Linked DNA regions of Mus musculus: all the other regions are linked to region 5. A link is a contact called in public Hi-C, HiChIP or PLAC-seq and promoter capture Hi-C data. All regions are on one chromosome and are shown on one strand. The core of a region is the stretch at or near the end of the contact, and the rest is flanking DNA. Distances in the headings are between cores, read along the strand shown. Region 1 overlaps Ank3 (ankyrin 3, epithelial). Region 2 holds the start of Ccdc6 (coiled-coil domain containing 6). Region 3 overlaps Gm40687 (a long non-coding RNA gene). Region 4 has its middle 6.5 kb from the start of Mrln. Region 5 holds the start of Cdk1 (cyclin-dependent kinase 1).

Region 1 (4,373 bases), core at 1,822-4,321, 540 kb before region 5:
GAAGTCTCCTGTTCCTTATCAATATGGTGTCAGAGCAGCCCACAAAGAATGAAGACACCGTGTACTGCCTGCAAGCTGCAATCTTTAATCTTCATGGGAATTGTTTTTTTTTTTTTTTCCTCATTGATTCCTGATGGTCTGTCTGACCCTCTGTAGTCGATAGCCAGACCCATCGCCCTGCAGATATTGAGAGAGATTATTGTTTTGGGTTTCCCTGACTTGCCTCACTCATTCCACCAAGAACACTTTCCCATAGCCTGCCTACGAAGATAGCACAAGGCAGTCAAAAGCTCAACTCAAGGGCCATGCCCTCAGGGAACTCGGCTGCTTCTTTTTGCCTCTCACTTTCCAACACCCAGCCACCACTTTGTCTTTGACCCCTTTAACCCCAGTACTGGACATTTAGTGACATTCTTTCCTTTACATAGTTGTCTCTTCTTGCCACAGTTTGAAGCTATCTAGGGCACAGGCTATCTCCTCATAGCGTGTTTCAAAGTGACAGGCACGCATCGATTAAAGGAAGAAAGGAGACTCTGCAGTCAGAATTAGATGCTCCAATGCTCTCGGAATATTCAGCCACCCTTCCCTCAGATGGTCCTGATATTCTGCTATAGACAGAGACTCCTGTTAATGAGTTGGACCTCGGAAGACTTGAGTGTCTGACCTGAGAAAGTGCTTCTGGGACTTTATCATCTACAAGAAAGTCAAGATTGCACTGTGATACGGACACGAACTTGACCATAGCGAGTGGAAGTGAAGAGTGGAAATGTCACCTCTAGACTCCTCCGACTCGCCAAGTCAGGGCAGAAGGAGGTTTTATAATCCTATTTTTAGTCTTGACCTATTGCCATGTAGAAACACCAGCTTACCCTGAGAAACGTTTGGCCCTCTGACCAAATGCTCCGACACACCCTTCAGGGACTTAGGCCTCTGTAGTTCAGAGGAGCACTGGACTTGGCCCAAGGCTACAGTGTAAGACATGAGGGCAAGAGACAGTTCACTACCTACCAATCCCTCCATAAAAGAGAAAGTTCACAAAGCAGCATAAAAAGAGGAAGCAGGATTAGTCAACATGCCTAACTCTAACAGTGTGGGTGGTAAAGATGAGAGAAGTCCTTACCAGGAATCGTCTTTGTTTTTTACATTTATAAAGGACTATTCAGCTGAGCCCAGGTGTGGCGTTGCACGTGTGTAAGTGCAGCATTTGGAAAGACAAGGCCTGCCTGGGCTACATGGTGAGACCCGTCTCAAAAACAAAAGGCATCAATGAAAGAGAGAGAAGAGAAGGAAACAAAAAAAAAAGAAAAAAAAAAAGAAAAAGACCATGTGTTAGTCACTTCCCGTCCCCAACCAGGAAAGGGTTTGCTATCCTCTCAGACGTGACAATCTGCTGTCTTCTAACGTATCCCACAAATTCTAGGCCCTAAGGAACCATTTAAAATGCTCTAGCATCTCTACAATGTGTGTCATGCCAGACAAGATACACATTATTCTTTATGGTTCTCAACTATCCCAAGACTAAGACCCTGTGATACTGTTACTCATGTTGTGACACCCCCCCCCCCCAAAAACCATAAAATTATTTTCACTGCTACTTCGTGGCTGTAATTTTGCTACTGTTAGGAATCATAATATAAATATCTCACGTGTAGGATATCTGATGTGCGACCACCAGGGGTCGCTATCCACAGATTGAGACTCACAGCTTTTAAAGCTTATCCTGGTTCCATCGGAGGGACAAATTATAGTCTAAGGTAAGAGAACCAAGATTATTTCAGAGACTCCGAGGAAATCCTTTCAATAAGAGGCAAGGAATTTATCTGGAGCTTCCTAAACTCTGTTTTCAGGAAAGCAAAAGTGTGCTTGGTTCCTATCTCTCCTCAAGGAAGATGTACTAATTTGATAAACCAACCAGGGAGAGCCAATTATAGAATAATCCTTTAAAGTGTTTTTATCTTCTCAAAAAATATTTTAATTATGTGTATGTGTGAGCGCAGGTGCCCACAAAGACCAGAAGCTGTTCTTAAATCTGTTGGATCTTGAGTTATGAGGGCTTTGAGCTTCCTGGTGTGGTTGCTGGGACCCAAACTCTGGCCTCTGTAAGAGCAGTATACTTTGAACCACTGAGGCATCTCTGCAGCCCAATCAAAGCATGATCTTACATCTTTACTGCCTCACACTCTAAAACAAAGTATTTGTTTTTATTTTATGTGTATCAGTGTCTCCCTGCATGTATGGGTACCATGTATGTGCCTTGTGTGCCCAGAGGGCAGAAAAGAGCATTGATCCCTGAAACTGGAGTTGTAGATGGTTGTTAGCTATTATGTGGGTCCTGGGAATTGAGCCCAGGTCCTCTGCAAGAGTACAAGATACTCCTGACTGCTACACCATCTCTCAAATCTCACTTCCCGAGATTCTTGCTGAAGACGATATCTGTCACGTGAACCTATGCGAGTCACACTACAAACAATTATCAAAAGCAATAGATGGTATTTAAAACCCTACTGATAGTCCCCCACCATGCCCCCACCCCACAGATACGTAAAGTAAGAAGTATGACCAGTTACTACAGGCTCAAGTGTTGCTTTCTAATTAGCCTCTCAATTCTGCCAGCAACCAAGCCAGGCTTCTTTCTAGCATAGCTTCCTGTCTCTGGAGGCAGATTAGGTAAAAAATAGATCTTAGCATCCCATTATCCCTTAGCATATGTACTTTTTAGCATCCCAGTCACCTAAAGTCGCGCATCATGTTTCTAGGAAGTGTATAAGGTACCAGCGATTTTGAAAAGGGGGTGAAGAAGAAGGGTGTGCATAGAGGGAGCAGCTGGGGTGTTAATGGCACCCTATGAAACTCTGTCTACTGGCATTCAGAATCTGAACTTGCACTTGCGGGGGTGAAAATGGTAGATGATGTATGTATTCCTTTTATTGAAAGAAAACCGTGCCCAACTGAAAACTACATTTCCCAGCATCTCTTGCGTCAAAAGTAGCCAATGAGAAAGATCAGAAGTGGGTGGGGCTTCTGGGGAAGATCTGCAGTCCTGTGACCTTCCTGTTACTTTAAAAGAGGCAGAAGTGAGCTTTGTGTTTACTCCCTTAGTGCTGGAAAGAATTCAGCTGTTGAAAGCACTGTGTGGAGGATTGTTCCCCTAGCAGATAAGCCAGTCTGTCACTGAGATAACTGGTCTTTGATAACAAGTCTCTGGCTTGCAGTGCTTCAGGGACATCGGGACATAAACACTGGCCCAAGCAATGTGCCGCGATACCGAAGATCAATGTCCCATTAGAAAAGTTGATGCTTAATTGACTGTGGCCCCAGGTCAATGGAACATAACAGAGTTATTATTTACTGGTCCTGCTCTCTGACTACTGAGCAGTGAGTTTGTAAATTTGGAAACATTCATTCTAAACTTTGATAGATGCAAAGCTGGATATTGACTACTTATTTTATCATTTTATTTTTATTTTTATTTTATTTTACTGAAGTAGGGTCTTGGGTCCCTTATGCTCCAGGAAGGGGATGGAGGATAAGGAAGAGTCCTGGGTAAGTGACTAGCCAAAGTTCTTCTATACATGTATAGAAACTTCACAGTTGTTGAAAACACAGGCCTGTACTTTTAGGACAGAGTCCATAAAGCTTCCTGCTGTCCCTAAAAGGTAAGAAAAAGGCAGGTCTTTCTTTGTTCTTAGGACTGGAGAGTTACTGGGGAAACTGACCTGAAGAAGCCACTCTAGCCTCCCCTCACCATCCTTCTCATGCCCCCCCCTCACCCGCCCCAGCTTCTTCCTTCCCTCTAAGGCCCCATCGTGTTTAGCTCTCCATTTATGGTCCTACCCGTATCTAATTCTCTCCTTCCCACCTTGGGTTCCAATCGCTCTTGTTCTCTAACCTCATTGGAGGGAATTATGGATTCCTGCTCAGCTCGCTCTCTTCTGTTTATCATGGATGACAGCACCACTACTAGTTATTCTGGTTATTCTGTATAATGTATGTATAATAAAATCACAGTAAAAAGCCATCCCTTCCAGTCAGGCATGGTGGAGCATGCCTTAAGTCCCGGTACTCTACAGAGTGAGTTCCAGGCCAGCTAGAGTGAGACACAGTGAGACCCTGCCTCCAAACAAGGGCAAGGAGGAGAAGGAGAAGGAGGAGGAGCGGCAGCGGCAGCAACAATAACAACAACAATAACAACAAAACAAAAACAAAACAAACAAACCAACCAAAGTCCCTTTCTTTTCAAGACTGAACCATCCCCCAAGCACATATACAGCCTACATTTTACTTATGCATAATTGATGGATACTGGACTGCCTCACTCTTTTGCTGTCGACTAATGGTTCTATGCCTTAATTTTTTTTCTTCTTATAAAGTTG
Region 2 (4,470 bases), core at 64-2,563, 740 kb before region 5:
TTTTCTAGTTACGTTTCGCCTCATCACCGCTACGGGGGCCTTTCCACTCGGCTACACCAGGAGGCTGATCTCAGACTAATCTTACCCTCTTCCAGGGGAGCCTCGAGGGGCCAGGTAGAAACAGAACAGATGGCCTGTGTTCCCGTCAAGTACCTAGACTCACAGGCAAGTACTCCTAAGACTCTCGAACCAATGAAGGAGACGCACGTACATCCTTGCTCAGCCAGGCAGTCCCAGCGGCCACCCTCCATCCTGGTTTCAAGCTCCAACCCTGTCCCAGCCAGCGCCAGACGTTACACTCCCCACTACTCTGTACCCGCCCACCCTCCGGGCCCAAAAGGACAGTGATTCCGAACGGGGTGCTGGTGTAGCCTCAGTGCCCGCCCTTCCCTTTCCATCCTGGCCAGAAAACTCCACTTCCCGGATTCCGGGCCACTCTCTCCCTCCCCCAGCGCCGGCGATCCAGCAAAGCGCCGTCCTCCTGCCAACTGGGGACCCAGCCCAGTGGCACACCCCGTCTCCCCAACTAACCCCTGGACAGACCCCAGCTTCGTCCACTCACGGGGGCTCCGGAGAGGGTGTCCCTCTATTCGGAGCCTTCAGGCACCCTAGGGTTGAGAAAGTCCCACCCCGCCCCCCCCCCAGCCACGCCGCCAGCCTCTAGCCCTGGCTCGGAGGGACCTCCACCCTAGGCGACGAGGGGACGTTGGGGAGTCTCCCTAGGCACCTCCAACACCTCAAGGGAGGGAGGGCGCTCGTGGCCCCAAGGCCCGCTCTCTGTGCCCGCAGGCCCGCAACCCCGCACGGGGGCGCGCACTCGGGGGTCCCCCCTGGTCCGCGGGGTGCACTCACGATGGTCACGCTGGCTTTGCGCAGGTCGCGGTTCTCCTCCTGCAGCGCCTTGCACTTGAGTTTGTAGGTCTCCAGCTCTATCTTGAGCACCTTGTTCTCCTGCTGCAGCGAGGCCAGGCGGTTGGTGAGCTCCTCCAGGCGGAACGGCGAGATGACAATGCCCCCCGACTTCCCGCCGCCGCCCCCGCCGCTGCCGCCCGAGGTCGCCGAGCAGGACGACTGCATGGCTGCCGGGCCGCCGCCCGCCGCGTCCGTGTCGCTCTCGCTCGCGCTGTCCGCCATGGCTGGGCGAGTGGGCGCGGGGAGCCGGGCGCCGAGGGCCGGGCGCGCGGCGAGTGGGCGCGCGGCGAGTGGGCGCGGGGCCGGGCGCGCGGCGGCGGCGGGGGAGCTGGGGAGCGGGGGAGCTCAGAGCGCGGCGCGGGCGGGCGGCAGGGCGCAGACGCGCGGCGGCGGCGGCGGAGAAAGAGAGGGCGCTTCCCGCGGCCGCGCGAGCTGCTCCGCCAGGGAACAGAGACCCCGCCCGGACTCGGGCAGTACTGCAGCGCCGGGACTCTGGCGCGCTCCGCGGGGCCGTCCCCGCAAAGCCCCAGCCCCAGCGCTCTCCTAGCAGCTGCACACAGACGCTCGAGCCCCCGCCGCCTCCCCGCGCACGTGCTCCCGCCCCGGAGGGTCCCCTGCGTCCCCGGGCCCCAGCCCCCCAACACACACACATACACCGCCGCGCCGCGCCGCCTCTTCCGGAGAAAGGCGGACCCCACGCAGCGCCAGCCCCGCAGGTGCCGGGACACGTGGGAGGGGCAGCCGGGCTCCTTGGGCCACCCCACCCTCCCACCCCCGCTCAGCTGGAGCCTGGCACCTTGGATCGGCGCCGGCGCGCGTGGATCTCCCCCAGGGTGCCCCGTGCAGACCGCGCTTGGGGCTGGGAACAGAAAGTTGCACTGCAGTGGGTCGAAAAAGAAGAGTATCTGTGTGTCTGTCTGTGTGTCTGTGTATCTATTTCTCTCCCTCTCTGTGTGTCTGTCTGTGTTGTGGCATGTCGGCAGCCACAGGTTAGCCTAGCTTGCCACAAGGCCCCGGTGCGTCCAGTTGTTTGAACCAGGCGCCACCCACCTTTTTCTCTTTACCTCCTGCAAAGACTCTGCACCGGTCACGGGGATAGGATTAAGAAACCAAGATTTGTCTAGTTAAAGAAACGGGAGCTTTATTTAATTTTTTTTTTTTTTTAATCTCAGAAGGGTTGAAACAAACTTCAAGTACCAATTTTCCAAAGTAACTGCAGGCACAATGCTAAACAAATAACCACGATTAAGTGAGGGGAACTGTATAACCATTATTATCCGCTGCTCTCCAACTCCTACAAAACTCCAGGAGCTAAAAAATAAAACCGTAATTACTACTGTAGAGAGCCCAGCTTCAAAGAATCAGAAATTCAAATACTGTTAGGCCCCTCCCTCTTAGGAGAGCTTGCTTGTAGGAAACAGGCCTAGCAGGTGAGAAGGGTCTAAACACTTCACCTCCTGATACAAAACAGCTTTCGTTTCTGGGGGAAAAAATGGAAAGTGAAACTAACCAGGCGGGCTTTATTATCCAAGTTTAGTCGACGGAAGAACAAACTCATGGAAACAAAATGCAAAATAAAGGGGTGCGGGATGAAAAGTGTTTTCTGGCTGTCAACTGTTTTATAGTTTTATAAAGCGCTTAGCCATGACTACATGGCTTTCCTGGCTCATAACCTTGTCTTTAAACCAAATTGGATCCAGTGGTTAGACATGTTTCGTCCCCACTGCTAAATAGGAACTGGTCTCACCTCGGAATAACTCTTAACCTGCCAGGGGTGAAACCTTGACCTCAGGTTTACCAAGATGGCTGCCTCTAGTCAACAACCCAGACATGCTAACTTCGGTGAGCCCTCCCACCCCCCAAGACGTCTCCTAGGTAGGCTTGAGTTTAGAGCTAGGAACACAGTCGGTGAAGCAAAATGTAACAATAAAAGTTAAAAATCCAGGGGAGTGCAGGAGAGCCTTTGGCTTTGCTCTCCAGCAGCAGAGCACCAGTGTAAATAATCCTCTGCTGAGGGAGCCACTTTGTCACTGAAGTTTACTTGGCTCCTTGACTTTTGCCATGTTGGGTCTGGGACAGGAGACACTCGGCTCCTTCGGTTACAGGACGCTTCTGGAAAAGCAGCTCGCGGGGTGAGATGGATGGGGTAAGGGGAGCACTGCCCGGGACTGGGGTTTAACTGCATTCTTTCCGCTTTATTCAGGGCAGTCTGGGGTGGGCGTGGCTTCCATACTTCACAAGTTTCTATTGTTCTTTTCTCACCCCACCTCCAGATTGCGGGGTTTGGAGGGCTTACAGCCCTTGGAGCATTCTCTCGGGAGTGAGGGGTGGGGACTAGCTCTCTCCGGTTTATCCCTAAAACTTACTGCCTTGGGAAGCCGACCTGCAGGCTTCCAGTCGGCAGAGGGGTGGAGTTTGAAGTGCCTGGTTTTCTTAAAGGGCCCGTGTCAGGCTAAGCTTGAGAACATCTTGGTCTTCCTTAGGGGAACTACAGTTTTGGCATGGTATCTGTAGTTAATCATCGGCTTGAGAAGATATTAGGAGAAAATTCTCATCTTCTCAAGCTTCCCTGCTGATACAGATGAGAATAAATTGGAGGATTCTTCTCCCCCATCCTGGTTTTTATTGTTACTGCAGAACAGAAGCTTACCTAATTTTCTACTTCTTGTAGAACTGATTCCCCTCATAAACAGACGATTTGTCACGACGCTGGTTCTGTAATAGCATTACAATGGAAACACCAGATACAAAACAGATCGGATCATTGTAAAAAACTCCTCAGCGTTCCAGGGGAAATGAATCAGAAGGTAGGTGGAAGGCTGAGTCCCCTGCAGGAAGAAGGGGCAAGGGAAGATGAGCGCCTCCCGTTGCAGAAATAATGAAATCACCATCACCCTGAGCTTAAGTCACCAGGTTTATGGATAAAGGAAAGGGTGCCTTGCAGTTGAGGCTCGAGGGGACATCTAAATCTTTGTTTCTCAAATACAAACATGTTGTATTTTTATGTGCTGGGTACCCTTTAAACCTAATGTTCTCAGTGCAAACATAAAAATAGTGGTGTAAATCCTAGTATATTTTTGTTGCTTAATTGTAATGATTGTGTATGTATGTCTCTCTTTCTATATATATGTGTGTGTGTATGTATGTATATATGTATGTATACACACACACAACATACACAAATACACATATGTATGTATATACACACACGGTGATCACCATACACCACTGGAGTCTTAAACAGGCTTGAGGTGAACCAGATGTAGGCTGGCCAGAGGTGGAAAGTATCCCATGAAGCAGTGCATTCAAGAAAGATAGTTCACACCATTTAGCCTGTGTCTGGCCCCTGGGTCTGGAAGGGGGATCTGGACATTGTCTACTTCAACCCTTGAGGCTAGAGAGGTTTGGGGTGTTTTTGTTTTTGTTTTGTTTCTGTCAGAGTGAGCTGTAGTGCACCTGCCTCTGTCCTGCCTGCTCCATGCCAACCAAAAACTGTCTCCAAACATTGCCAAGACTGCCTTCCCCCAACCCCACACCCACCACAAAAACAGCTGTTCT
Region 3 (4,241 bases), core at 1,615-4,114, 940 kb before region 5:
AGCCCACTCTCTCCCACTTTTGTGTGTTTAGTTCAACAGCAACCAAACTGATATCCTAGGAAGAGAACAGAGTAGAAGACGGTAAAATACAAACAAGTTATTTTCTCCCACGTGGCCTCAAAATGTCCTTGGGCTAGTTTGTTTGAAGCCAAGATCTCACCACAGAAAATGATGCTATCTTTAATATCGATTTTTCTCTCTTCCTTTTTCAATCTAGTTCAGCCCCCAGGGTACGTGAGAGTGACAGCCTTAGTGATCCCGGAGAACATGACCCATGGCCAGAAATGTCTTTGTTGCTCTGTTGTATACCATTTTTTTTAACTATTCTGTTGCAGCAGATGTCTAGTCTATCCAGATGTGGTGGATCAGTACTCAGAAGGTTGAGGCAGGAGGTTGGGATTCCAAGGTCAGCCTGGAAGACTACATAAAATAAATAAAATAAAATAAAATAAAATAAAATAAAATAAAATCCTATCTTAGAGGAAATGACAAGTTCACATTCCATACTTCAAGGGTTCAAGTTGTACCACATCAAGAGTTGTGCAGTGTTTAGCGGTCATAGATAGCACGCCCACATCCTGTTACTATCCCCTGTGGGAGTTTGAGATTTCCCCTTCAGCAGCAAGATTTTTAACCATAAATTGACCCAGGAAGGACTGGAGTGACACTGTTGTTTGTTTGTTTGTTTTGTTTTTTTAATGATCCCCAAAGGCATGTTTTTCTATTTCTTTCTTAAAATTCTCTGTCCCCCTCTGAGCCTCCCAGCTGACCATAGACACTTTCCTTAACCCTCTGGCTAAGATAGGTGTGTAGGACCTCACAGCCTTCCACATTGTGCTGTGAAGGATGTAGGGAGCATGATCGGGCCACCTCTCCATGAAAGGTCACCTCCATGTCTGTGTGTCTTAGGAGGGTGCTATTTGAAAGGGTAGCATGTGAAAACCCGGGAGATAGATGAGTATCTTTCTACATAGGGTCATGAAACAGGTCTTGGGAAAGGCTTTCTAGTATAGGTTAAGAGGACACAATTTAAAACAGATCTGCTTCTCCCCCACTCCCTGACCTGGCCACAGCCATACCTTCACCCCATCATTCAGCTTAGTACAACAGAGACCACCCAGCCTAGGTCAGATGGTTGTGAATGGTCACATGGGTGCTGGGAACCAACCCTGGGTCCTCTGAGAAGAGCGGCAAGTGGTCTTAACTGCCGGGCCATCCACCCTGCCCCATCTCCACCCGTTCCAGTGTCCTCTGTGAGGATGCCTTACTTGCCAGTGTTGAGTTCTGTGACTCACTGGCTGAGGCTGCCTCCGAGTCTGCTCCCGCACCAGGATGGGAACTTGCAAGTCCTGAGTTAGACATCTCAGCTCCCAACTTCTCTCCTGATGCCAGGACTAACAGAAGATCTTAGGTACTGTTCAGAAGCTCAATACCTTCTTCCCATAAACCTCTAGCCTCTGCCCCTCAGACATACGTACGTGTGTAGACGTATAGATGTGTAAAGCTACAGATGGTGCACAGACATCCGACCTCCTGAAGTGCCTCACGCTGACACACCCTCGCGGAGAAAGGACCAAATTCCGTCACTGGCTCCCATTGATGAACATCTCCCATAGAACCCACATAATGAGAACTTTTATGCTAAGGTTGGGATGTCAGGTAAAAGCTTAAATTGTTTCCCTACAAAATTGGACTTTAAAGGCTTTTGATGCCTTAACGGAAATGAAAAATACACTTAGGAACTCTAAGTGCTGGGGCCACCGGGTGGGAAGGACTTTGTATTTCTGAGGTACTCTATTTAGCAAGGCCTCCCAAAGCCACCGTGGCCATGGGGAAACTTCTGCTCTGGCAGCCATAAGCCTCAGTAAAAACTTGAAGCAAAGAGCAGACTCAGCTTCATGGGGTCATCTCTCCTGCAAGACCCGGCAAAGTCAGGGTCTGGGGCTGATTTTATTTCCAGTCTGAAATTGCAGGTGGCTTATGACTCAGGGGACAGGGGTGTGCAGCATACAGAAAAATCATTGAGGGAGAAGGAGGGGGCATGTGTTGCCCAGCTCTGTTGATGAAAACCACTGTTCCTGTCCCTTGTTGGAACATGATTGAGGAACCTTCTGTGTGTTCACACGTTGTCCCCATGCATAGAAGCCAGAGGAAAACTTGGGGTGTCATTACACAAGCGCCATCCATCCACCTTGTCTTCAGAGACAGGTCTCTCCTTGGCCCGGAACTCACCAAGTAAACTAGAGTGGCTGGCCAGCCAGTGGAATCGGCTTGTCTAAACCAACCCAGAGTTGGGACACCGATCCCCTGTGTGAGTTCTGTGGTTCAAACTCAGGCCCCCCAGCTGCAAGGCAAGTACTTGACTGACTGAGCCATCTCCCTAGCCCTCACACTCCTTCCTTGATACAGGGATTTCCAAGCATATAAGGCTTGGAATAAGACAATATTATTGTATTGTCAAGCATAGTAGGCTGCAACCAGCCTTATCAGACTTTATTATCTTTACATATTTGCTTATTTTTGTTGCTTGTTTGTTTTGGACTGGTCATGGCCAGAGCTAACTCCAATGGACAGACCACATACATTTAGGCTTAGGACAGGATTCTGTCTAAACGACAGAGGAGCAGCCTGGAATTTATGCTTCCTCTTTGTTCCGGCTGTAGTCACTACAGCGACTGAACTCTCCGCAGGCAGCTCGACCCCTAGGAGACGGTGCATATTCAGTAACAAATCTCATTTCCTCTCAGACTAAAGGCGATTACAAAAGCCAGCTGGTCCTTCCAGGCTGTTCTGCTAGGTGAGACCTAGATGCGGGAGGCCATTTTCGGATTTTTCACAAGTACCACAAGGTGGCGCAAGAGTACAGGGAATAACTCTTATGCATGCAGGGCTCGCCCTATGGAGAAGACCGAAGGCAAAGAAGCCCCCATCTCAGGTGGCTCGAAAAGAGGCCTGGGTAAGGCCTCAGCTCACTACGCATCTCCACCTATCCTCAGGAACCCAATGGCGCCTGTGTTCAGGAGCTCAAGGGTGCAAGTAAACTATGCCTGAGTCTTCAAGGAAGCTTTAAAGAGGGGTAAGGCTCAGCTTCCATGGCCAAGGCAGGGCTAACAGGCCAGGTAACTAATATAATTGCACCGGGAGCTGAGCCAGCTAATATGATTTTGGCACAACCTGCACACGTTAAAGGCTGGGAAGGTTGACAGAGGAGTGGGGGTGGGGCGGGAGTTGGGGGGCGGGGCACCAAATCCCCAGAAAGCTGGGAAGGGAGGGAGGGAGGGAGGGAGGGAGGGAGCGAGCCTTCCTCATAGGCCTGTGGGGAGGGGTCACCACATGTGGCCTCTCTGTGCTCTCTGGATTTTGAGATAGACTTTTAAAAAGTCAAAGTCTCTCATTAATCATCAATCTCATTAATTAGTCATATACTGATTACATGTTTAGCATTTTGTGCCTCTCAAGCAAGATGAAACAGCAAAATTAATTTCTCCTGTTTCTTTTCTTCTAAGAAAATGTCTCGCTGTATATTTGGTACATGTACCTTCTTCAGATGCTGCCATTCAATGGTGCTTGAGAAATACTGAAGTGCTTCTGGTCCACTGAGGAAAAATAGAGTCTTTAGTCCCTCGGCTCCCGTGTCCCGACTGCCTGCCTGAAGTCCTATCCAGTTAGGCTGGGGGCCTCTTGGTTCCCTGTGCCCATTCCAAGGTGCCCACAATGTCCTGGACCCCAAAGAGGTTGACATTCTTTTTATTGGGGGGGGGGGGTTCAAGACAGGGTTTCTCTGTATAGCCCTGGCTGTCCTGGAGCTCACTTTGTAGACCAGGCTGGCCTCGAACTCAGAAATCTGCCTGCCTTAACTCCCAAGTGCTGGAATTAAAGGCATGCGCCACCATGCCCTGCTGAGGTTGACATTCTTGGTGGTAGCAGCAGAGCCCTGAAGATAAATGTCAGGCTCTTGCTTGGGACGCCTTCCTTAACCTCCGAGGCTGCTGCAGAGGGAGTCGTCAGCTTTTCCTTGCTGGGATGAGATTCCTGAGAGAAATGATTTGGTAGCCTAACAGTTTCAGTGCCCTTGGCACCCTCCCTCAGACTACACAGGACACCCCTGGAGTGCACACTGCATTCTGGGACTCCACACAAAGCCCACCTCCAGTCCCAGCCTCTGCCTGGCACCTTGGACTCCTGGACTCTGCTAACCTCTCAAATTCAGAATGGCTTTCTCCAAGGAATACTGAGATGAG
Region 4 (4,024 bases), core at 1,102-3,601, 840 kb before region 5:
GAATTCAGGGCCTCTGGAGGAGCAGTCAGTGTTCTTAACCACTGACTCATCTCTCGAGCCCCCAATAACATCTTTCAAAAGAATAGAAGGGAACTTTCTGGGCTCTTATTCGAAAGGTGAATATTGTCTAATCATGGAGGCTATGTCATGGGCACAGGCACGTGTCGTGGCTGGTCACACTGTGCCCACAATCAGGAAGCCAGGACTGATGCCCACTGGCATTTCACTTCCTCTTTTTTTTAAAAAAATCTTTTTTTAAAAAAAGATTTATTTATTGTTATATGTAAGTACACTGTAGCTGTCTTCAGACACCCCAGAAGAGGGCATCAGATCTCATTATGGATGGTTGTGAGCCACCATGTGGTTGCTGGGATTTGAACTCAGGACTTTCAGAAGAGCAGTCAGTGCCATCTCTCCAGCCCTCACTTCCTCTTTTTAACTCAGTTCATGCCCTCAGCCTGCAGAACCCTGCCAGTTTTATTTAAGATAGGTCTCCTCTCTTCAGTTAAATCCTTCTGGAATCACCCCGACAGACACACCCAGAAGCTTGTTTCCATGGCAACTCTAGATCCTACCAACAGCGAGAGTTTCCAAGTGTTGAGATTATAGGTGTGCACCATGGTACCCAGTAGAAAAAGACAGAAAAAGTCTTAAAAAGTGCTACTATTAATCTCATCTGCAATATGTATGTATATATATGTGTGTATGTGTATGTATGTATATATATATATATATATATATATGTATGTGTGTATATATATATAAAATACGTATACACACACACACATACACACACAGTCCTCAGCTCCAGTCTGGCAGAGTGTTACTTGGGGGTGACGCACATATCCTTGCGCAGCCTGGAGGAGAAGACAAAAAAAGATTCAGGGTGGCTACATTACTCATCCAAAGATGAGTATCAAGGATCAGTGTTAGAGGTCACGTGCGCCTTTGGTTTTGGACCAGGACAAGGGACTGAGGTGCATTCTTCTTAACATACTAAAGCAGATCTGGCCTGTAGATTCTCCCAGCATCCCTCACTCCCTACCTGGTATTCCCTGCTCCCAACCCTGAACTTTCCAACCATGGGGCTGGGCTACCCTTCCCCCTAGAGGCTCCTCCCTGTATAATCCAGACATTCTGATCTTTTCCTCCTCCTCTCTCCTCTTCTCTTCAACCCCTTTCTTTCTCTCCTCTATTCCCTGTCCCCATGGCGACTCCGTTGGCCTCAGTCCTTGAGGCCAGAAAGGGCGTTCAAGAACAGTTGCCCAATAAACTTGCCTTTAATATAATCTAATCTGGCTTGAATTGGCTTACTTCACCGGCAGAGAAATAACCTATCAGCTCTGGTAGCAGACCTTCTGGTCACAAGGCCACGTTCTGAAGCCTGGGCTCTCAGAATACACAGGTGTGCCTGTGGCAAAAGCATACATCTTGATAAGATAGAAGGGGGAAAGGGGAGGCAGGGAGGCAGGGAGCCAAACGAGCTGTGTATTCGGTGTTTCTTGAAAAGATTACTGAGGATATACCAGTTCCTGCTGAAATCAAAGTCTCAAAAACCTGACTCAGTGCCCAGACTGAATGGAAGGCACTTGCCTTTAGACACACAACTAGGCCAGTCCAAGCTTGATGAGAAATCCATGGATTCTCCAAAAACAGACAAAATGTAACTCAGGGCCCAGGCTCATACACATTCCAGGTCAAGCCTGGGACCCCCCTCCCCTGCTCTAGTCTCAGAAGGAGCAGGGGAGGTGGCTCTCTGTAGAAAGTGGCCTGATAATATAAATGAATAGCCTTTGCTCTCTCTGAATGGCAGTGAAACCTGTTTGCCCACAGAGGACCTTATTGCCGATTAAAACAACCGTTATTTTTCCTGAAGCACACACAGTCTAGCATAAAAACCATGTTTACTTAACTGTTGGACAGGCGCATCTGCTCCTTCCGGCTTGGGCTGTTTGACTTGCCCTTCCTTTAAAACAGTACTGAGGTGCTGGGTGGAGCAAGGTTCTAAAAGCAAGGAAAACCAAGGACTTTTCTTCAGATGGTGAGGCAGAGAATGTGACCCAAGAATTCGGCTGGGTACTTTGAGAACCCAAAGAAATCTTCCCTCTGATGTGTCAGGCGTGAAAACCAAAGCCCAACACAGTCTGCCCCTGTGGACATTGAGAATGGCAGAGACTGGGGGGGGGGGGAGTGTCAGAGGGGGTGTCTCTGTATCTCAGAGTTCTCTGGCTTTCAGTTAGCTAAGCCATTGGGTTCAAGGACCAAAATGAAAGGTCACTTGATCCACACAGAACAGGGGGCTCAGGGTGTCAGAGATGTCCTGCCATGAGCTGGGGGAAGTAGTCCATTGGGGACAGTGCTTCCTGTTTTGAGTATTAAGGAACTGAGCTTGGAGTCCCCAAACACAGAACAGTGTGTCTGTCTGTGTGACTCCAATATTCCACTGTAAAGATGCAAGGCAGGGAAGAGATCCGTGAGCGCTCCCAAGAAAACTAGCTAGGATACAGAGTGGAGGGGAAATCAATAAGACCTTGTTTCAAACAAGATGGAAGGGGAGGATTAACATCCAAGGTTGTTCCTGGGCCTCTGCACACAAGGGGATAGGGTTGATTTAAAGGAACATGCTGCTGACATAATGTGACCAGTTAGCAAACATTTGATGTACTGCCCTAGGGTTGCTAGCAAGAAGGTGGAAGATACTACAAGTATCTGATGCAGCCAGCAGGACACCAAGTGTACCTCAGAGCCACAACATCAGAGGGCCGACCCCTCACCCTGCATCTCACCCAGACTTGTTTTCTTGTGGGGTTTATTTTGCTCATGAAATGGCTAAGATCACATGTTTCTGGAACTGTACCTGAGAGAGACATTTCCCACAGGGTCCTGAGACTCCCAAGGGAGTGCCAGTTTGCTGTGTGTCGCCTGTCACTTTCATTTCTGGCTTGCTCCTGGCCCGGAGCTGTGCTTGGGTGATGTGAGCTTCCCACATAAACCACTGCCTCCACCTGGCAGTGTCCAGAGAGAATCACCAAGCACCAAGGGTTACTGCATGTCCAGACTTCGTAACACCACGGTGTCCCTCGGTCATCTGTGAAGTTTATGCTTGAGAACAGCACGGTGAAGACACAAACCAACCAGCCACTCCCCCAGATGCAAAAACATCAAGCTCAAAGAAGTTTTAAGATTTTTTCTATTGGGCTGCACTCAGGGCCTTTCTCAGGCTCCTGCGGTCACATGTGGACGGTGGGCCAAGAGACGGACATGCTTGCTGGACAGTGGAGCCTCTACTGACCTCAGGCCAGATGTTCTGGGCAAAGCTCATGAGAGCCAACAGCTGACATCCAGGAACACAGTGATCTGGTTGTAGAACACAGACACTTAAAAACGAAATTATATGGGGCTGGAGAGATGGCTCAGCGGTTAAGAGCAGTGAGTGCTCTTCCAAAGGTCCTGAGTTCAAATCCCAGCAACCACATGGTGGCTCATGGCTATCTATAATAGGATCTGATGCCCTCTTCTAGTGTGTGTCTGAAGACAGCTACAGTGAGCGTACTTAGATGTAATAATTAATAAATCTTTAGACCTGAGCAAGTGGGGTTGACCGGAGTGAGCAGAGGTCCTGAATTCAATTCCCAGCAACCACATGATGGTTCATAACCATCTGTAGAGCTACAGTGTACTCATATACATAAAATAAATAAATCTTTAAAAATTAAAGGACAAAAATCACATACAAAATGAAGATGATCCTCAAACACAACACTTTTTAAAAAATTTATTCTTTTATTTTCTTTGAGACGGCGTCTCCTCTATTCCAGGCTGGCCTTTCATACACCAAGTACTGACCTTCTTGCCCGTCTCACCTTCTAGTGCTGGAACTGCAGGCAAGCACCACCACTTCTGGTTTGGGGGTGTGGGGAGAACCCAAGGCTGTGGGCACGCTAGATAAGTGCTCTACCCCTAAACTACGTCCCCAGCGTCTGTCTCTTCTCCTGTTCACCAGGATATTGATAGCGTAGGCAGC
Region 5 (4,151 bases), core at 867-3,366:
TTTTATTAAAAAGGGTTTATTTTAATTATGTGTGTATGTCTGTGTGTGTGCACATGTGTGTGTGTGTTGTGTGCATTCGAGTACCTATGCAAACCTATGGAGATGAGAAGACAGAGTGGACTCCCTCAGAGCTGGGGTTACAGGCATTTACAAGGATGCTGGGTTTGTTTTGTTGGTGGAGGGATCTGAACTCCCATCTTCATGATTGTGCGCAAATGCTCTTAATGGCTGAGCCATCTCTCTGGTCCCACACCACACTGCTTCATTTTCTTGAGGAGTTGAGAATCTTTTCAAAGTGGAGCACAGCCTCTTTGAAGGATGTGGTCTGAGGGTGGTGGCAAGATAGAGCTTTTGGTGTTGACTTAGAGCCGATAAAACAGATGACATTTTGTTTGTTCATAGATTTGTGAAGGTTTGATTTCTAAGGAATATTTAACATTTAAAAAAAAGATTTATCTATTTGGTATACAGTATTCTACACACATGTATGCCTGCACACAAGAAGAGGGCAGCAGATCTCATTATAGATGGTTATAAGCCATCATGTGGTTGCTGGGAATTGAACTCAGGACCTCTAGGAAGAGCAGACAGTGCTCTTAACCTCTGAGCCATCTCTTCAGCCCAATATTTAACATTCTTATGTGGAGATATGTCAAAACATTTAGTGTGTTATCATTGTATACATAATGAATACATAAGTGTATAATCACAGAAACAGGCTGGCATTTTTTCTTTTCAGTTTTGAGGGTGTCTTTCAGTGTTTCATTGGTTCCTATCCTCTTGTCTTCTTAAGGTACTTTAAATGTGATCCTTCTGCTGGCTGCTAAAAACTCATTGAAAAAAACATAATCTGCAGGAACACGGGAGAGCTGGAAAATACATCAAGTTACCTGACACAGACATAGAGAGACAGACACTTCATGTTCTTTCTCATAGGCGGATCCTAGCATGTAATGTTCATATGTTAGTGTGTATATAAGGTTCCAACTAGAAAGGAAAGGCTGCCCGAGTGGGGGGGGGGATTAGAGTCATGGACATGGTGATAGGACACAGAGGGCTATGGGCTTGGGGGCGTGCAGTTACGAGGTGCGGGGACTAGGGTTACTGGGAGAAGGGATGAGAAGAATTAACACAGACCAATATTGTCTGAAAATTCCATAGTGAAACTTAATATTATATATATACATATATTAAAGGTGTGTGCCACAATCCTCAGATATATATATATATATATATGTATATATATATATACACACACATATATACACACACACACACATATATATACACACATACATATGTAAACTAATATATTATATATTAATATTATATATTATTTATATTATCCCAGCTTAATATAGAATTTTGAAAGGCATAATCATAAAGTAATTTTAAATGTTAGCAATAGCCAGGTGGTGGTGGCAGCACACGCCTTTAACCCCAGTACTCTGGAGGCAGAGGCAGGAGGATCTCTGTGAGTTCAAGGCCAGCCTGGTCTACAGAGCAAGTTCTAGGTCAGTCAAAATTACACCCAGAAACCTTGTCTCAAAACAAAACAAAATAAAAGTAAGAAACTCTTTTTTTTTTTTTTTTTTTTTTTTGGTTTTTCGAGACAGGGTTTCTCTGTATGTGTAGCCCTGGCTGTCCTGGAACTCACTCTGTAGACCAGGCTGGCCTCGAACTCAGAAATTTGCCCTGCCTTTGCCTCCCGAAAGCTGAGACTAAAGGTGTGTGCTACCACGCCCAGCTAATAACAAGCTCTTGATGTAGTGGTACTGTCACTTTGGTGGCTGGCTATCTAAATTCAATGCATTTGAATTGTGTTAGTCTTGGAGGGAAATTACACACAGAAAGGTAGCTGGAGAAAAAAGAGAATAGATTAGACTGTCCAGAAACAACAGGACGATATTGGAAGGAAAACAGAGCTCAAGAGTCAGTTGGCGCCCGCCCTCCTGCAATTCCTCTGGCCGCGGTTTCCGCTCCCTTTCGCGCTCTGCGCTCCCAGGCAGCCCCGCCCAAGCGTAGCTCAGCTCTGATTGGCTCCTTTGAACGTCTACGTGCAATCGGATTGGCGGATCCCGGGAGCTTTACCGCGGCGAGTTTGAAACTGCTGGCACTCGGCCTCTAAGCTCCTGGAGTTGCTGCGTCCGCGCAGTCCGGAACTGCGGTGTGGCCCCAGCCGGGACAGAGAGGTATGGCGTGAGTCGGACTGGGTGCAGGCTGGGCCTGCGGGGGCTCCACGGGATCTGGGGGTTCCCCCGGGGAAGGGCAGGACATCCATGTGAGCCTGGGGATCCCTTGTGGACGGGTAGGGCCTCCACGTGAGATCTTGGTCTCCTGTGGACGGGTAGGGCCTCACCTAAGTCCGGGATCCCTTATGGTCGGGCATGGCCTCCCTGAGCCCGGGGTCTGGGGTACCCTATGGATGAGCATGTCCTCATCTGAGGCCAGGGTCCCCTATGCAGGAGCATGGCCTACCTGAGCCTGGGGACACTATGGAGGAGCAGGGCTCACCGGAGCCTGGGATCCCTATGGGGGGGGGGGGCAGGGCTCACCCGATCCAGCGGTCCCTTATGGAAGGGCAAGGCTCACTTGAGCCCCGGGTCCTGCGGACGTGCAGGCCCCTACGCGAGCTCCAGGTTCCTGCAGACTGGATGGGCCTCGCTGGAGTGGGCCCGGGTGTGGGCGGGGTGCCAAGTTATGTCCCAGGCCCTGTTGGCTGCCAGTGTGGAGCTGGGCTGCACCAGGCCAGCTGCCTTCGGAGGCCTTAAGTCGGTACTGCCGGAGAAACAGACCCGTGGTCGTTTAAAAAGCTTATTCCTACCAAGGTGCAGAACCAAGAAAGTGTAGGATCGTTTATTTTTAGTTGCCTGTGCTAAGGCCACAGACTGTACCCAGGCAAAGAAGGAGAGAGAGGGAGAACCGCGGATGCCTTCGCGTCCTTGATCGTCTTAAAACATAAATACCGATGAAGGTTCTGATGTGCGGGCCACCATCGCCTGCCCCCAACTTGGATACACTGGGCAGCTTTTAACAGCAGGCCCGGGAGACTGGAAAATGTTGGAAGGAAATAAGCCCAGCTTTCAAGACATGTTAACTCTTTGCTGTCTGTGCAGAGGTGGTTGAAACGTTTAATGCTCTATAGTTATATTAAGTCTCTGTATTGAAGAAAGGGGGTTGGGGGGGGATGCGTTGAAATTTCCTAAACATAATCTCCATAGTTGAGAGTCAATCTTATGTGTCTGAGAATCCCCAGGGTTCAGTGGGATGCCTGGCAGGACCCTTGGACGGGTTTACATTTTCCTTCTGAATTTTTATCTGTTGAGCCGCTGCCTCCTTGTGCAGTGCCAAGAGCTGGGATTCCTGGCTGTGCCCCCACACCCCATGGAGTTGATTTTACTGTGGAAAGAGATCTGTAAGGAACAGCTCACGAGAGGTCAGCCATTCCTTGATGCTCATTCATAAGGATCTTGTCACCCGTGGCAGAGGGCTTTCAAGGAGAAGGCACACCTTTTTCCTACCATTCTTTGTGAGCCAAGAAATTGTTTCTCCCTTGTTCGTGATATTTTTCAAAGCATGATTAGCAAACACACTGTCTTAGCGTTGTTGGGATGAAACACCATGACCAAAGCAAAGGAACTTGGGAAGGAAAGGGTTTAGTTGTCTTGTACTTCCACGTCACAGTTCGGCCTCAGAGGAAGTCTGGACAGGAACCTGGAGGCAGGAGGCCATGGAGGGGGCTGCTTCCTGCCTTCTTTCACATAGCTTGCTCAGCCTGCTTTAAGAACACAGGACCCTATATGCCCACGGATGACCCCACCCACAACGGGCTGAGCCCGCCCCCATCAATCTCTAATTAAGAAACTGACCTAAAGACTTGCCTCCAGCCCCATCCTATGGGAGCATTTTCTTAACTGAGGTTCTCTCCTCTCAAGATGACTTCAGCTTGTGACAATGTGACCTGGCCTAAAGCTAGCCAGCACAGCACAACACCTTCCATTCTTTCTTCTAAGGTGCTTATGGACATTTCTTTCTCTTTGAGTACCTTGAGTGGGATTGTCTGTGGCTGCTTTTGGGAAGCATTCAATTGAATGATTTTTGTTTTTTGTTTATTTCCCCCGAGACAGGGTTTCTCTGTGTAGCCCTGGCTG

Evidence for each region. Promoter capture Hi-C pulls out the DNA fragments that hold promoters and counts their contacts. Hi-C and Micro-C count contacts between places; a contact is called where the count stands out from the background. HiChIP or PLAC-seq counts read pairs in DNA pulled down with a chosen protein or histone mark.
Region 1: a Hi-C map of forebrain shows a contact between it and region 5, with 6 times the contacts expected there. The contact joins the enhancer-like site here to the promoter of Cdk1 in region 5. A contact is called at or near these places in 1 of 39 promoter capture datasets (hippocampal neurons), 1 of 484 Hi-C or Micro-C datasets (forebrain) and 4 of 115 datasets of contacts at active chromatin or transcription factors (embryonic stem cells, extraembryonic endoderm stem cells and fetal liver).
Region 2: a contact with region 5 is called in a promoter capture Hi-C map of pre-B cells. The contact joins the promoter of Ccdc6 here to the promoter of Cdk1 in region 5. A contact is called at or near these places in 6 of 39 promoter capture datasets (the C10 cell line, cranial neural crest, hippocampal neurons and 3 more), 1 of 15 datasets of contacts at CTCF or cohesin (large pre-B cells), 9 of 484 Hi-C or Micro-C datasets (B cells, CD8 T cells, the G1E-ER4 cell line and 3 more) and 5 of 115 datasets of contacts at active chromatin or transcription factors (effector CD8 T cells, embryonic stem cells, forebrain and 2 more).
Region 3: a promoter capture Hi-C map of hippocampal neurons shows a contact between it and region 5, with 6 times the contacts expected there. The contact joins the enhancer-like site here to the promoter of Cdk1 in region 5. A contact is called at or near these places in 1 of 39 promoter capture datasets (hippocampal neurons), 7 of 484 Hi-C or Micro-C datasets (CD8 T cells, the G1E-ER4 cell line, the HPC-7 cell line and 4 more) and 4 of 115 datasets of contacts at active chromatin or transcription factors (embryonic stem cells, epiblast stem cells, large pre-B cells and 1 more).
Region 4: a contact with region 5 is called in an H3K4me3 HiChIP or PLAC-seq map of the 230-238 cell line, with 6 times the contacts expected there. The contact joins the enhancer-like site here to the promoter of Cdk1 in region 5. A contact is called at or near these places in 1 of 39 promoter capture datasets (hippocampal neurons), 1 of 484 Hi-C or Micro-C datasets (the G1E-ER4 cell line) and 7 of 115 datasets of contacts at active chromatin or transcription factors (the 230-238 cell line, the NIH/3T3 cell line, embryonic stem cells and 3 more).

The regions. Positions count from the first base shown.
Region 1 is chr10:69,887,284-69,891,656 of GRCm38.p6, reverse strand. All of the region lies in intron 16 of Ank3 (ankyrin 3, epithelial), which reads right to left. Among named protein-coding and RNA genes, the nearest start is that of Gm33416, 23 kb to the right of the region's middle. Within about 2 kb of position 3,071, at least 105 of the 459 cell types and tissues checked have an H3K27ac peak or open chromatin away from gene starts, as enhancers often do. A contact at or near this core is called in forebrain, where this site is marked.
Region 2 is chr10:70,093,964-70,098,433 of GRCm38.p6, reverse strand. Ccdc6 (coiled-coil domain containing 6) reads right to left here and starts at 1,313. Exons shown (of 9, transcript NM_001111121.1): 1 at 853-1,313. The coding sequence starts at 1,134. Gm51771 (a long non-coding RNA gene) reads left to right here. Exons shown (of 3, transcript XR_003948903.1): 3 at 3,584-4,470.
Region 3 is chr10:70,295,609-70,299,849 of GRCm38.p6, reverse strand. The region is part of intron 2 of Gm40687 (a long non-coding RNA gene); the gene reads right to left. Among named protein-coding and RNA genes, the nearest start is that of Gm33704, 4.3 kb to the right of the region's middle. Within about 2 kb of position 2,864, at least 37 of the 459 cell types and tissues checked have an H3K27ac peak or open chromatin away from gene starts, as enhancers often do. A contact at or near this core is called in cerebral cortex, cortical neurons and hippocampal neurons, where this site is marked.
Region 4 is chr10:70,196,153-70,200,176 of GRCm38.p6, reverse strand. No RefSeq gene overlaps it. Among named protein-coding and RNA genes, the nearest start is that of Mrln, 6.5 kb to the left of the region's middle. Within about 2 kb of position 2,351, at least 37 of the 459 cell types and tissues checked have an H3K27ac peak or open chromatin away from gene starts, as enhancers often do. A contact at or near this core is called in the 230-238 cell line, where this site is marked.
Region 5 is chr10:69,350,877-69,355,027 of GRCm38.p6, reverse strand. It overlaps Cdk1 (cyclin-dependent kinase 1), which reads left to right and starts at 2,116. Exons shown (of 8, transcript NM_007659.4): 1 at 2,116-2,192.